Regions from separate parts of the Sus scrofa genome. Here region 2 is linked to region 1. Evidence: chromatin contacts called from public HiChIP or PLAC-seq data. All regions are on one chromosome and are shown on one strand. The core of a region is the stretch at or near the end of the contact, and the rest is flanking DNA. Distances in the headings are between cores, read along the strand shown.

Region 1 (6,314 bases), core at 1,134-3,633:
CCTAATCACATGGCTAGGTACGAACCCCTCTCATCTGAATGATACACAAGGACCTTTGAGAATCATCTGGTCCCGGAGTTCCCATTGTGGCTCAGCAGTTAACAAAGCCAACTAGTACCTATGAGGACATGGGTTCGATCCCTGGCCTTGTTCAGTGGGTTAAGGATCCCGTGTTGCAGTGAGCCGTGGTGTAGGTCATAGACGCGGCTCGGATCCAGTGTGGCTGTGTCGTGGGCTGGTAGTTGCAGCTCCGATTCGACCCCTGGCCTAGGAACTTCCATGTACGGCCCTAAAAAGGAAAAAAAAAAAAAAAAAAAAAAAACTGTCTGGTTCCTCTGTGTTAAAATCCCAGTGACCTGCTGTCCCCCCCATTCTCCCCAGCTTTGCTTATAGCCCGTTCTCTCTGACACTTCCTGCTTGTCCCTTCCCTGCCAGGCTTCCCTCAACAACCTCCCCTAATTCCTTGCTACAGCTGCCCTTAGAGCCCAAGGTCAAGGTCTGTGACTAGCTTTGGTCTGTCCTCATTACTAGGGAGGTTTATTTTGATCCTCTTTGAAAACCACCAGCATCTGGCCCAAGGCTTGGTACTACCTATTAAATGAGTGTCCGTTTTTATGTACCACCCTTCCAATCTGACAAGCTCATTCAGAAGGAATAAAAACATAATAAAATATATGGACTCTGTTATCTCAACTGCTTTCAAAAGGGAAACACAGTCTTCACGCTTCAGAATAAAATGTGGAAAAATCACTCTCTCCGAAAATAATACTTACAATTGAAATGACCAAATTTGTAGGATCCAATAATTCTGTCCACTGAAGAAATCTCTGAATAAAAGACTTAAGAGGGGCAGGAGCAAGAGATCAGTTAATGGCAGCAGGAAAACAAAGATTTACGACAATAAAAACAGTTAACATTATTTTGGGGAACCTAACGGCTTTCTGCTTTTTTTTTTTTTTAAAGGGTCGTACCCTCTGCATATGCAAGTTCCCAGGCTAGGGGTCGATTCGGAGCTACAGCTGCCGGCCTACACCACAGCCACAGCAACTTGGGATCCCAGCCGCGTCTGCAGCCTACACCACAGCTCACGGTAACACCAGATCCTTAACCCACTGATCCAGGCCAGGGATCGAACCCACACCCTGATGGATCCTAGTCGGGTTTTGTCAACTGCTGAGCCACGAAGGGAACTCCCACACAGTATAAAAAAGAAAAAACAAAAAGGTGTGCTGTATGTGTAAAACATACACAGGATTTCAAAGACTTTCTAGAGAAAAGGATGTAAAAGATCTCATTCACAATTTTTATATCGATTACATGATGAAATGCTAATATTTTCCGTCTATTGGGCTAATGCAATATATTATTAAAATTTAAATTTTAAAAGCCACATTTTTAATTTACTAGATTTACATTTACTAGAAAGATTTTAATGATCTCTGTAGCTCCCATCCTACTTCAATTAGACAGCGCCGCCCTAGCCACTGCCTGGAGGCGGGGCCCGGGTTACTTTTCCACGACGGCGGCTGGTCTCACAACTGGGCAGCTGGGGGTTCCCGGGAGGACCTGTTCCTCTCCAACAGCTTAGGCAGCAGAGGGCAGGCCCCTGAGTGGTGGAGACTGACTCCTCAGTTCGTGGGATCTGCAGGGTGACACTGTGCGACCTTCCCCAGCCAGGCCTCGGGTAGAGGCGACGCACGGTTACAGCCGTGGCCCTCGGCATCCGGCAAGCTTGGGTCTCCCTTCTTCCCGTCCCAGGGGGTGTGATGGGAAGGCGGGTGGTGCGACGACGTGGCCTTCTCAAGGTCACAGCGGCCAGCGGCGACTCCACGCCGAGAGGCCCTCGCCCTCCCCATCCCCAGCCGTGCCGGGCCCAGGCCGTACTTGACGTTCAGTGATCCAGAAGCGCACGTTGGGCTCCATGCGGGCGGCGCCGCTGCACTCGGCCGCCTGGGCCCCGTGCTTCCTCCTCCTCCTCCTCCTCCTCCTCCTCCTCGGGCTCCTCTTCCCGGGACTTAAGCGCTGCCAGGAAAGGCCGCGGTCGCCGGGCTGGGCGCGGAGGAGGAGCCGGGCGGCGAGCCCCGCCCCGGGCGCGCGCGTTCCCGGCCCGGCTCCCTGGGCCCGCGCGCCCGCTCCTCCCACTCCCGGCCCGACTGCCTGCTGCTCGGTGACTCCACGCTCCAGCGCCCCGAGCGTGGCAAGCCCATCCCTCCCACCCGCCAAGTTCTCCCAACCTTTCTCTGCTCTTCCGGGTAGCCTGGTCGCTTCCAGGCCTGGGGGCGGGGGGGTGGGGGGGTCACCTATCAGAGCCCTCCTGTCACTGTACCTACTGAGAAGACCAGATCCGGTCGCACGTGGCGCCCTCCACCGCCCTGGCTCCTGCAGCGTCTAAACACCCAGCCCAGGCTTTTAGATAGTACCCTCGAAAATCCCTTCACTTCACAGAATGGACAGTCAGGACTGCCACATAATTTGAGTGGCCCAATGAAAAATGAAAATGTGGAGCCCTTAATTAAAAAAAAAAAAAGAAAAGAAAAGAAAGGAGTTCACTTAATGGCTCAGTGGAAACAAATCCGATTGGTAACCATGAGGTTGCAGGTTCGATCCCTTGCCTCGTTCAGTGGGTAAAGGTTCCTGCGTTGCCGTGAGCTGTGGTGTAGGTCCCAGGCAGGGCTCTGATCCTGTGTTGCTATGGCTGTGGTGTAGGCCAGCAGTTGTAGCTATGATTCCACGCCTAGCCTGGGAAGCTCCAAATGTGCGAATTTGGCCCTAAAAAAGAAGGAAAAAAAAAAAAAAAAAAACCTGCAGGAGTTTCCCAGTGGCTCAGCGGGTTAAGGTTACCACATTGCCACTGCGGTGGCGAGAGTTGGCTCCTTGGCCCAGGTACACTGGCGTGAGGGGGTGGGGTGGCGAGCAAAAAATAAAAAAATAAAAATTTGAAAAGATTGAGGAGTTCCCCCTTGTGGCTCAGTGGTAAGGACTAGTATCTATGAGAATGAGTGTTTGATTCCTGGCCCTGCTCAGTGGGTTAAGGATCTGGCATTGCAAAGAGCTGTGGTATAGGTCACAGACAAAGCTCAGATCTGGTGTGGCAGTAGCATAGGCCAGTGGCTACAGCTTTGATTCCACCACTAGCCTGGGAACCTCCATATACTGTGGGTGCGGCCCTAAAAATAAAAAAAGAACAAAAAAAGTTTAAAAGGTTAAGAATTTTCAAGGAGTTCCCTTTGTGGCTCAGTGGTTAACAAACTGGACTAGGATCCATGAGGACATGGGTTCGATCCCTGGCCTTGCTCAGTGGGCTAAGGATCTGGTGTTGTCATGAGCTGTGGCGTAGGCCGCAGATGCAGCTTGGATCTGATGTTGCTGTGGCTGTGGCGTAAGCCAGCAGCTGCAGGTCCAATTTGACCCCTAGCCTGGGAACTTCCATATGCCAAAGGTGTGGCCATACAAAGAAAAAAAAAAAAAAAAGGAATTTTCAAAAGCTGATGTCAAAGCATTAAACAAAACCCCCTGGGCCCTTTTAAGTTAAGTGTGGGCCCCTGCCACCAGCCGGTGAAGCTAGCCCTGCTTTCAGTGCATTAGCTCTCTGCCCGAGGGTTTTTCCTCAGTGCTGGAGCAAATCTAGCTCCATCTATTGGATACCAGATCAAGCAGGGCCCATTTGGAGAGAAAAATATACCTTCGCCTTCTTCCTTAGCACCGGGTGGGTGGGGGTTGTTTAGGGGTCCTCCGGCGTCCTGAGTCAGGGAGCCAGGCCCATCCATTACTTGGTCGTGTGACTCTGATCAAATCAGTACCTCCAGTCTTTCTCATCTGGAAAATGAGGATAATTGCACCAATTTTGTTTTTGTTGAGCATCAGATGCGACAGAACACGTAAAGCCCTAACACAGAACTGGGTCCATTGTTAGTGCTGAGCCCGGACCACTAACACCCAGCAGGCCTGTCCTCTCCTTTGCCTTGCTTCCCCCGCCAGGAACATGAAACCCGCTCATGGTTTGCTTCAGGCCCACTTGGGGTTTTAGCTCCACTTTTGGTCACTTCAATTGGCTCACTTTATAGTTTGTTGTTGTTTTTGTCTTTTCAGGGCCACATCCACGGAATATGGAGGTTCCCAGGCTAATCGGAGCTGTAGCCACCAGCCTATGCCAGAGCCACAGCAACGCCAGATCCGAGCTGCGTTTGCGACCTACATCACAGCTCATGGCAATGCCAGATCCTTAACCCACTGAGAGAGGTCAGGGATCAAACTCGCAACCCCATGGTTCCTAGTGGAATTCATTAACCACTGAGCCACAATGGGAACTCCCAGTTGGCTCACTTATAAAAGACTTCATCTCCTTTTCCAGGAAGACTTCCTTGATGCCCAGAGGTGGGTAAGGTGCATGCTCCTCACTGTTCCCCAGTGAACTGTAACCCAGGAATGTATCTATTGTACACAGTATTTAGCACACCTGTATTGTTCTGCTGGCTCTACCTACAAGTATGTCATAAATCCAACTCAGCTGAATCTCTGCTTCCCTCTCTGGGTTCTCAACAGTCTAAACAAAGGAGCCAGTGATCCTTTTAGACAAGTTAATGTAACTCTTCTCAAAATCCTCCCATCTCGGGGAGTTCCTGTCATGGCTCAGTGGTAAGGAACGCAACTAGGATCCATGAGGACGTGGGTTCGATCCCTGGCATCGCTCAGTGGGTTGGGAGTCTGGCTTTGCTGTGAGCTGTGGCATAGGCCACAGATGTGGCTCCGATCCCATGTTGCTGCGGCTGTGGTGTAGGTTGGTGCCCACAACTGTTTTGACAGATAGGTTGGGAACTTCCATATGCCACAAGTTTGGCCCTAAAAAACAAAAGCGAAACAAGAGAATCCAAAGTCCTTCGCTTGCCCATGAAGCACTGCAGGCTCCCCATTACCTTCTCCTTCTCAAGGTTCCAGTCACACGGTCCTTCAATACTTCACCCACCCCAAGTCTGCTTTTGCCTCAGGGCCTTTGCACTTGCCAAGCCCTTTGCCTAGAACCTCATCTCCCTAACTCCCTACTTTAAACATGCTTTAACTCATTTGTTTCTCATCAAAACTGATAGGTACAGCCATCATCCTCATTTTACAGTAAGACTCCCTGACAACCCTTCAGAATACCTTCAATTCTCTGCTCCAACCCCTTGCTCCACGTCATTCCTTCCAAACATTCTACGTATTTTCATTGTTTATTCCTTTTGGAATGTAAGTGCATGAAAGAAGGGGTGTGGTTTTTTGGTTCATTCTTGTGCCTCCAAAATAACACCCAGTCTATGGTAGGCACTCCAGACTTACTGAAACAATGAATAAATGCTTCCATATTTCTCTTACCCCCTAAACTGAGTCCCTTGAGTGTGGAACCAGTATCTTACTAATCTTTGGATTCACTGAGTTAAATGCTCAATAAATATTTGTTGATAGCAGCAGAGAAGGAAAACTAGACCACATTAACATAAGCTGAACTAAGAATTAATGGTGTTTAAATTCAAGTACTGGAGTTCTCTCATGGCACAGAAGGTTCAGGATCTGGTGTTGTCAGTGCTGTGGTGCAGTTTCAATCCCTGGCCCAGGAACTTCCGCATGCCATGGGCATGGCCAAAAATTTTAAAAATGCAAGTACGTTTAAATATGTTTATTTTTTATCATATTTTTTACATTGAGCACGTCAAGAAAGAAGATAATTACAATGATTCAAAATCAAACTTCAATCCCTGGATTCAATAAGTATTCTTTATAATTCTGCCAAATCCATATTAGAAATGTATGTAAACACTAAGTAAAATAACTCCATAAACTATAAACCGCAGGGATGGGGGACATGCATGATCACTTAAGTCACTTTGCCACTGAATTTTTTTTAAAAAAAAAAAAACATGATTCACATATGTTTCAATCACACATGCATCTAAAGCAAGTGTTAAATTAGACCTGACGGTAATGACTTAAAACTGATCTTTGTTACTTAAAGGAAAATTCAGGTAACACAGAGAAATTCAAGAAGAAATCTTCAGGACCCCTGATCAGAAGCTTTCAATGCTGTTGTACTACTACTACGCTAGTGTACAAAAGGGTTCAAGTAAGGCTAAGAAAGAAGAGTTGTTTCCTTTTCCCTCTGAAGACATGATTCAAGAAACAGGTGAACTAAACACTCAAAAGGAACTAGCCAGCCAGCCATACATCACCAGTAGAGGACTCCTCCTGTTAGTAACTAACCATATTTTAAAAGCCTTGGCCAATGTTACAAAAACAAAACATTTAAAGTGATACTTAGGAAGACAAGCATAATTGAGGTGTTT
Region 2 (6,130 bases), core at 348-2,847, 670 kb after region 1:
CACCACAATGGATACTCCCTGCAATTTAATCTTTACTCCACATTCTGGGCCATTATTTTGGAAATCAATGATAAGTTCCCATACTCATTATAAACAACAATTACCAGTATATAGTAGAGATAAATGCCCCTTCCTCAAAAGCACCCTTGATGGATATACACTGTTGTTGTTTTTTAATTTAAGCTACATACAGATTTAATTTCTTCTTTATCAGATTGTCACTCCTCATTAGCTACAATCCAGATGCCAACCCAGGCCTTCTAATTTGCTGCCTCTAGCTTCTGCCTAGGAAACCAGATAGCTATACTAGTTCAAGCTATAAGGAAAATGAATAAAGAATTGCTGAGTGAGTCTTTCCCACAAGGAATACATACATTTTCTGCCTTCAGTTTCGGCTGCTGGAAACAATTTAGCTTCTTAATAGGCATTCTCATTAATATCCCACGATGCCTTAAGTGATGAAGGCCACTCTACCTACAACTTTGTTACCTCCTGACAAGTCAGGTGTTCTGATCTAACAGTGATTGCTGGCTGGGTTTGCCTCCACCCCTCCTAAGTGCAAAAGACATGGAAAGTAGGGCCAAAATGCCCAGGTAACGGCAAACAAACCTAAATTTTCCTTAGTGGACCCTAGCAGAAGAGTGGCATTGACGATAATTCCAACTAAAATTTACTAAGCCTGTCTGCAACATTCTGAGCTCTTTCTATGTAGGAACGCATTTAAGGAGTTCAACATTTCTTACTAGCTCTGGCACAAGGAGGAGATGGAGACCAAGCGGTTTTAAAGGCATCCCAAAAGAAAAATGAAGCTATTACACTAAATCTTATCTCGAAACGCGAGGATGTGTGTAATACAGGAGTTGGAGCCAACTTCTGCTGCGAGCGAGCGAGCGAGCACTCCCCCGACACACCGGAAGTTTTGAAATACCCCGCAGGCTTCCCATAGGCAAAGTGCTTTTCCTTCACCCCATCTCTGCGAGCCCTCCCCAAGGTTCAAGGACCCGTCCGAGTTTTGCCGCCGGGCTAGGGCCCCAGCAGTGCCACCAAGGGAAGCCGGGCCGTCAATCACGGCCGGCCGCCAGCTCCTCGCCGCGTAACCTTGGCCGCTCGCGAACCGCGAATCGGGCAGGTGGGAGGCACCTGCGGCCCGGCCCGGGAAGCCGCGGCCCGCGGTCCGGGGTGTCTAAGGCGGACCGGCGCAGGCCCGGCTGACCGTCTCGGCCGCGCGAGCCCTCGAGGTGGCCCCGCGTGGGGCCGCGCAGCGGGGCCGGGCCCGGGGCTCGGTCAACTCGGCGGCCCGCCCGGCCCGCCCCCGGGGCCGCCACTCACCGAAGAAGCCCTGCACGATCCCCAGCGGGTGGCTGAGCCAATCCTCCCCACAGGGCATCTCGCCGACGGGCCGGAGCCGGCGCGGCCCGGCGTCCCGCGCCGCGGCTCCTCCTCGGGGGCTCGGCCGCTCCTCGCCCGCGCCCTCCCACGCAGGGTGAGCCTCGCGGCACCGGCCGCTCGGCCTCCCGGCGCCTCAGAGAACAGCGGCTGTGGCAGCAGCAGCCGAGGAGCTGCCGGCTACTGGCAGGCGCCGCGTGCGGAGCCCCCAGCCTCCACTTCGCACAATGGCGGGAAATAGGCGCCGCCGACCGCGCTGCCTGCGACCTGGGTGGAGCTCGCGCGGGGAGGGGCGGCGGGAGCGCGCTGCGCGGCCCCGGGCGGGAAGGCGGGGCCGGCCTACTGGGCGGGGGGCCGGCCGGCCCGGGGCGGGGCCGCGGCGGCGGAGCGGTCGCCATCTTGGAGACGGGCGAAAGGAAGGGCAGGCGCGGCCTCCGGAGCTCCGACCCTGGCGTCGGGGGCTGAAGGCGAGTGGTGCTGGGTGTCTCTCGCTGCCAGCTCGAAGGGGGAGACTCCCGAAGTCCGGTTCGTTTTTCATGATGCGAGGCCTTGCACGGTTTGGAGGCTGTAGCAGTCCAAAAGCACAAACCCAAAGAGACTTCAAAGTTATCTCTGGGCAAAATTAGAGGATAAAGCAGCCTTTCGTGTCTGCCCACCTTCCTCTAATTGCCTTTCTTTTTTTTTTTTTTTTCTGATGGCAACTCTCTTTCGTTCCCTGCCCAAAACCCTATGCAGTGACTTGCCCTCAGATGAAGTCTCAGCCCCCCAGGCAGGTGTGTGTTTAGATAGGGGAATTTGAAAGTCTGCAAGCTCCCTTTGCTGCCATCTCAGGCCTTGTAGAGGGACTAGGTCCTAAGTGAGAGGCAAGTTCATAACTGTGAAAATATACCCTGCCTAGAAGCTGGAAAGTGCGCTTTGGGGAGGTTCCTGCAGAATGTGTCAGGATACCCTCAGACAGTGGTAGCACACACAAGATAAGTCAACAGTAACCTTCGAATGAGGAAATTTGGAAATACCCAAGTTCTGTAGTGAAATAGTTTCCCCTAGGCCTGGAATAGGTCTGAGAAAACCCTGCTCATCAGCTGAAAACAGGTCGTGTTAAGAGAGGAAGGATCTGAATGGAGCCCAGAAAGCGGGCAGCTGGAGAACTGAGCTCAGATCTCAAGACCTCTTAGGGGCCAAAGGGGGTGTTTTTATTTGTCATCTTCAACTATTTATTCTCCCCATTGGTGGGGTGGGGGTTGGGGAGGTCAAGGTTGGTTGAATTGAGGATGCGGAATTTGCAAATACAGGGGGCAGAGTACTTTTTTTTTAAACAGCTGCACCTTTATGAAAGTTCCCAGTCTAGGGGTTGAGTCCGAGCTGCAGCTGCTGCCTATGCCGCAGCAGCACCGGATCCGAGCTACTTGTTTGACCCACGCTGTAGCTTGCAGCAATGTCCCATCCATCCTTAACCGCTGAGTGAGGGCTTGGAGCAAACCCACATCCTCACAGAGACAATGTTTGGTCCTTAACCCACCAAGCCATAAAGAGAACTTTTTTTTCTTTCTTTCTTTTTTTTTTCCAATTGTCTGGCTGCACCTGGGGCATATGGAAGCGCCCAGACCAGGAATTGCATCTGAGCCACAGCTGCAACCTACATTGCAGCATCCCTGGATACTTTAGTTCTTTAAACGACTGTGCTGGGCTGGGGATCAAACCCATGCCTCCACAGCCACCTGAGCTGCTACCCACTGCACCACAGCGGGAACTCCCAGAACATTCGTTTTATATAATGGACTTGAGCATCTGCAGATACCCGTGGGGTCCTGGAACCAACTCACCCCAACGGACACCAAGGGATGATGGTAATAGGCTTACTGTATTATATACATCTGGCTCTTGTGAGTTTGTGTGAGCTGAGAAAATGGTTTAAAATCTGGCATTACCACCATTTCACTCATTCATTCCTTTAGCAGAGACAATTGCCAGGACCTTGGTGTTAAATGGAAAAACCCCCTAGTTTAGCTTCCTGGCCAGAAATATGCAAATTAAATGCATGTCATGCTTTTAATTATAACCATTTCAGACTGACTTTATATGAAATGGCAGCTGAATACCAATTCAGCAGTGGCTAGGAACACTTCAGCTTTTGGTGTCTCCTTCTGTATTTAGTAATTTATAAACAACAATTGCTCAGATTTTACTTAGACAACTGTGATCCTGCCAAAGCGCAATTACCTTATAATGTGAATAATTTTACCCTCTAATTTTCCCATGACAAGATGTTTTGGTACTACATAAGCAGTTATGATCAAAATTTTAAAGGCCCGGAGTTCCCGTTGTGGCACAGTGGAAACAAACCTGACTAGTATCCATGAGGATGCAGGTTTGATCCCTGGCCTCACTCACCAGGATAAGGATCTGGCATTGCTGTGGCTGTGGTGTAGGCTGACTGACAGCTGCAGCTCTGATTTGATCCCTTGCCAAGGAACTCCATATGCTGCAGGTGTGGCCCTAAAAAGAAAAAAAAAAAAAATTTTAAAGGCCACGAGTAGGTCCATGAGAATATATCACCATGGCAAGACTTTTTTTCCCATCACTGATAATCACATTTCTGTCCCCACCCCAAGTATTTTTTTTTTTTTTGCCATGGCTGCGGCATGCAGAAGTTCTGGGCCAAGGATGCAACCACAGCAGTGACAGCACTGGATCCTTAACCCAGTGAGCCACTGGGGAACTCCTCAAGTCCATATTTTTAAGGAGGGCATGAAGTAATCCTGTCTGTAAGTTATTACTGAAGTTATTGGAAATACTGGGATGAAAAGGGAGGTACCATCCCTGCCCTCGTGGAATGTACAGTTCAGTGAGAAGCTTATTACTAAATAATTATTCGTTTACAACCATGATGGATGCCAGGCAAGAAACAGTGAAGTTCTATAAAAGGAATGAACAGCACCATCTGCTCTAGTGAGGGAAGGTTGTGGGAAAGGGGGGAAGGAAGGGTCCTTCAGAGATTTCCTGAAAATGTGACATTTAGGCTGGGACTTGAAAGATAAATAGGAGCTAGCTAGGTGAAAGGTGTGAGGGGAGAGTGTTCCACGCCTTAAGGCTAGAAAAACAGAAATTTGTATAGCAGGGTGTTCCCGTTGTGGCAAAGTGGGAAGATATCCAACTAATATCCATGAGGATGTGGGTTCCATCCCTGGCCTCACTCAGATGGTTAGGGATCCGGTGTTGCCGTGGGCTGTGGTGTAGATCACAGATATGGCTTCGATCTGGCATTGCTGTGGCTATGGCATAGGCATGCAGCTACAGCTCCAATTCCACCCTTAGCTGGGAACTTTCATATGCCATGGGTGCAGCCCTAAAAAGCAAAAAAAAAGTATAGAAAATTAAAATAATCACACTTTATTACATGACTTGGCTATTAACAGTGTTTAAATAACATGATAATCTTAGAAGTTGAATATTAATCTAAACACCATTATAATTTAACTTTATTAAGAGGTTAGGGTGATGAGAAGGATTCACATGGGTGATAAGGACAAATCAGACCGAAAAGAGCAAAATCCTCACCTTTCATCTGAAAAGTCAACATGTACGTCAAAGGAGAAAAAAAAGGAAAAAATCAGAAGTGATTATGTAATCCTGGTAATTTAAAAATATAGAAATACTGAAAGAACCAGCAGAAAGAGTTGAATGTAATTGTCTCCAGGATAGGGTAGATATTTCTTTTAAACATTTGCATATACGTATCATGAAGTCAAACTCAGCAGCACTAGAATTTCCACTAGATTGTAAGATCCTTGAAGCAATAATTTTGGTATTGGTACACTGTTTTGTTCCCTAGCACCTAGGAACAGTGTCCAACATATCATAGTGCTCAATAAATAGTGGCTGAACAGAAAATTTAAACTTTCCATCCATTGCCTAAACCTCCTTTCTAGGTATTTAGACACATCAGGTATCTTATATACCTTATTTTCTTCGACATCTGCCCCAGAGCTCTTTGACCTGTTCCAATCTGGACTTTGTTGCCCTCTACTTCTGATGCAAAACTGCCTTCATAGGCTCTCCTACCACCATTATCCTAAAGACTCTCTTCTTTAGGAGCTCCCGTTGTGGCTCAGTGGTAATGAATCTGACTGGTATCCAAGAGGATGCAGTTTCCATCCCTGGCCTCGCTCAGTGAGTTAAGGATCCGGTGTTGCCATGAGCTGTGGTATAGGTCACAGATGCAGCTCGGATCCAGTGTTGCTGTGGCTGTGGTGTAGGCCAGTGGCTGCAGCTCCAATTTGACCCTTAGCCTGGGAATCTCCATATGCCATGAGTGTGGCCCTATGAAGACAAAAAAAAAAAAAAAAAAAAAAAAAAAAAAGATTCTTTTCTTTAGGATTCATCTTTTCATTGAGACTTTGAAAAAAATCTGCTCTCTCTTCCACAGCTACAGAAGGATTGCCTGGGAAAGAGCTACATTTTTTAGCGACGGAAGTGTAGCTAAGGATGGTTGCCCAGCTAGGGACCACATTTCCCAGCTTTCTTTCATGCTAGATAGGGCTGTGTGATTCGGTTTACCACATAAACATTAGGGGAAATGATGCCTGGAATTTCCACTTCAATGTCTTAAAGATTTGGCCCTGGATATGTTTTTTGTTCCTTCCTGATGGATGGAATGGTGATGAATAGAGTGACCTTGTGTTAAGGACAGCTTAGATTTTTTTTTTTTTGTCTTTTTGTTGTTGTTGTTGTTGTTGTTGTTGTT

The links. HiChIP or PLAC-seq counts read pairs in DNA pulled down with a chosen protein or histone mark.
Region 2: a contact with region 1 is called in an H3K27ac HiChIP or PLAC-seq map of skeletal muscle, with 4 times the contacts expected there. The contact joins the promoter of MCMBP here to the promoter of SFXN4 in region 1. A contact is called at or near these places in 2 of 2 datasets of contacts at active chromatin or transcription factors (alveolar macrophages and skeletal muscle).

Annotation. Positions count from the first base shown.
Region 1 is chr14:129,073,415-129,079,728 of Sscrofa11.1, forward strand. It overlaps SFXN4 (sideroflexin-4), which reads right to left and starts at 2,384. Exons shown (of 14, transcript XM_013983797.2): 1 at 1,885-2,384; 2 at 774-839. The coding sequence starts at 1,923. PRDX3 (peroxiredoxin 3) reads right to left here. Exons shown (of 7, transcript NM_001244531.1): 7 at 5,636-6,314.
Region 2 is chr14:129,740,608-129,746,737 of Sscrofa11.1, forward strand. MCMBP (minichromosome maintenance complex binding protein) reads right to left here and starts at 1,598. Exons shown (of 16, transcript NM_001243591.1): 1 at 1,330-1,598. The coding sequence starts at 1,387.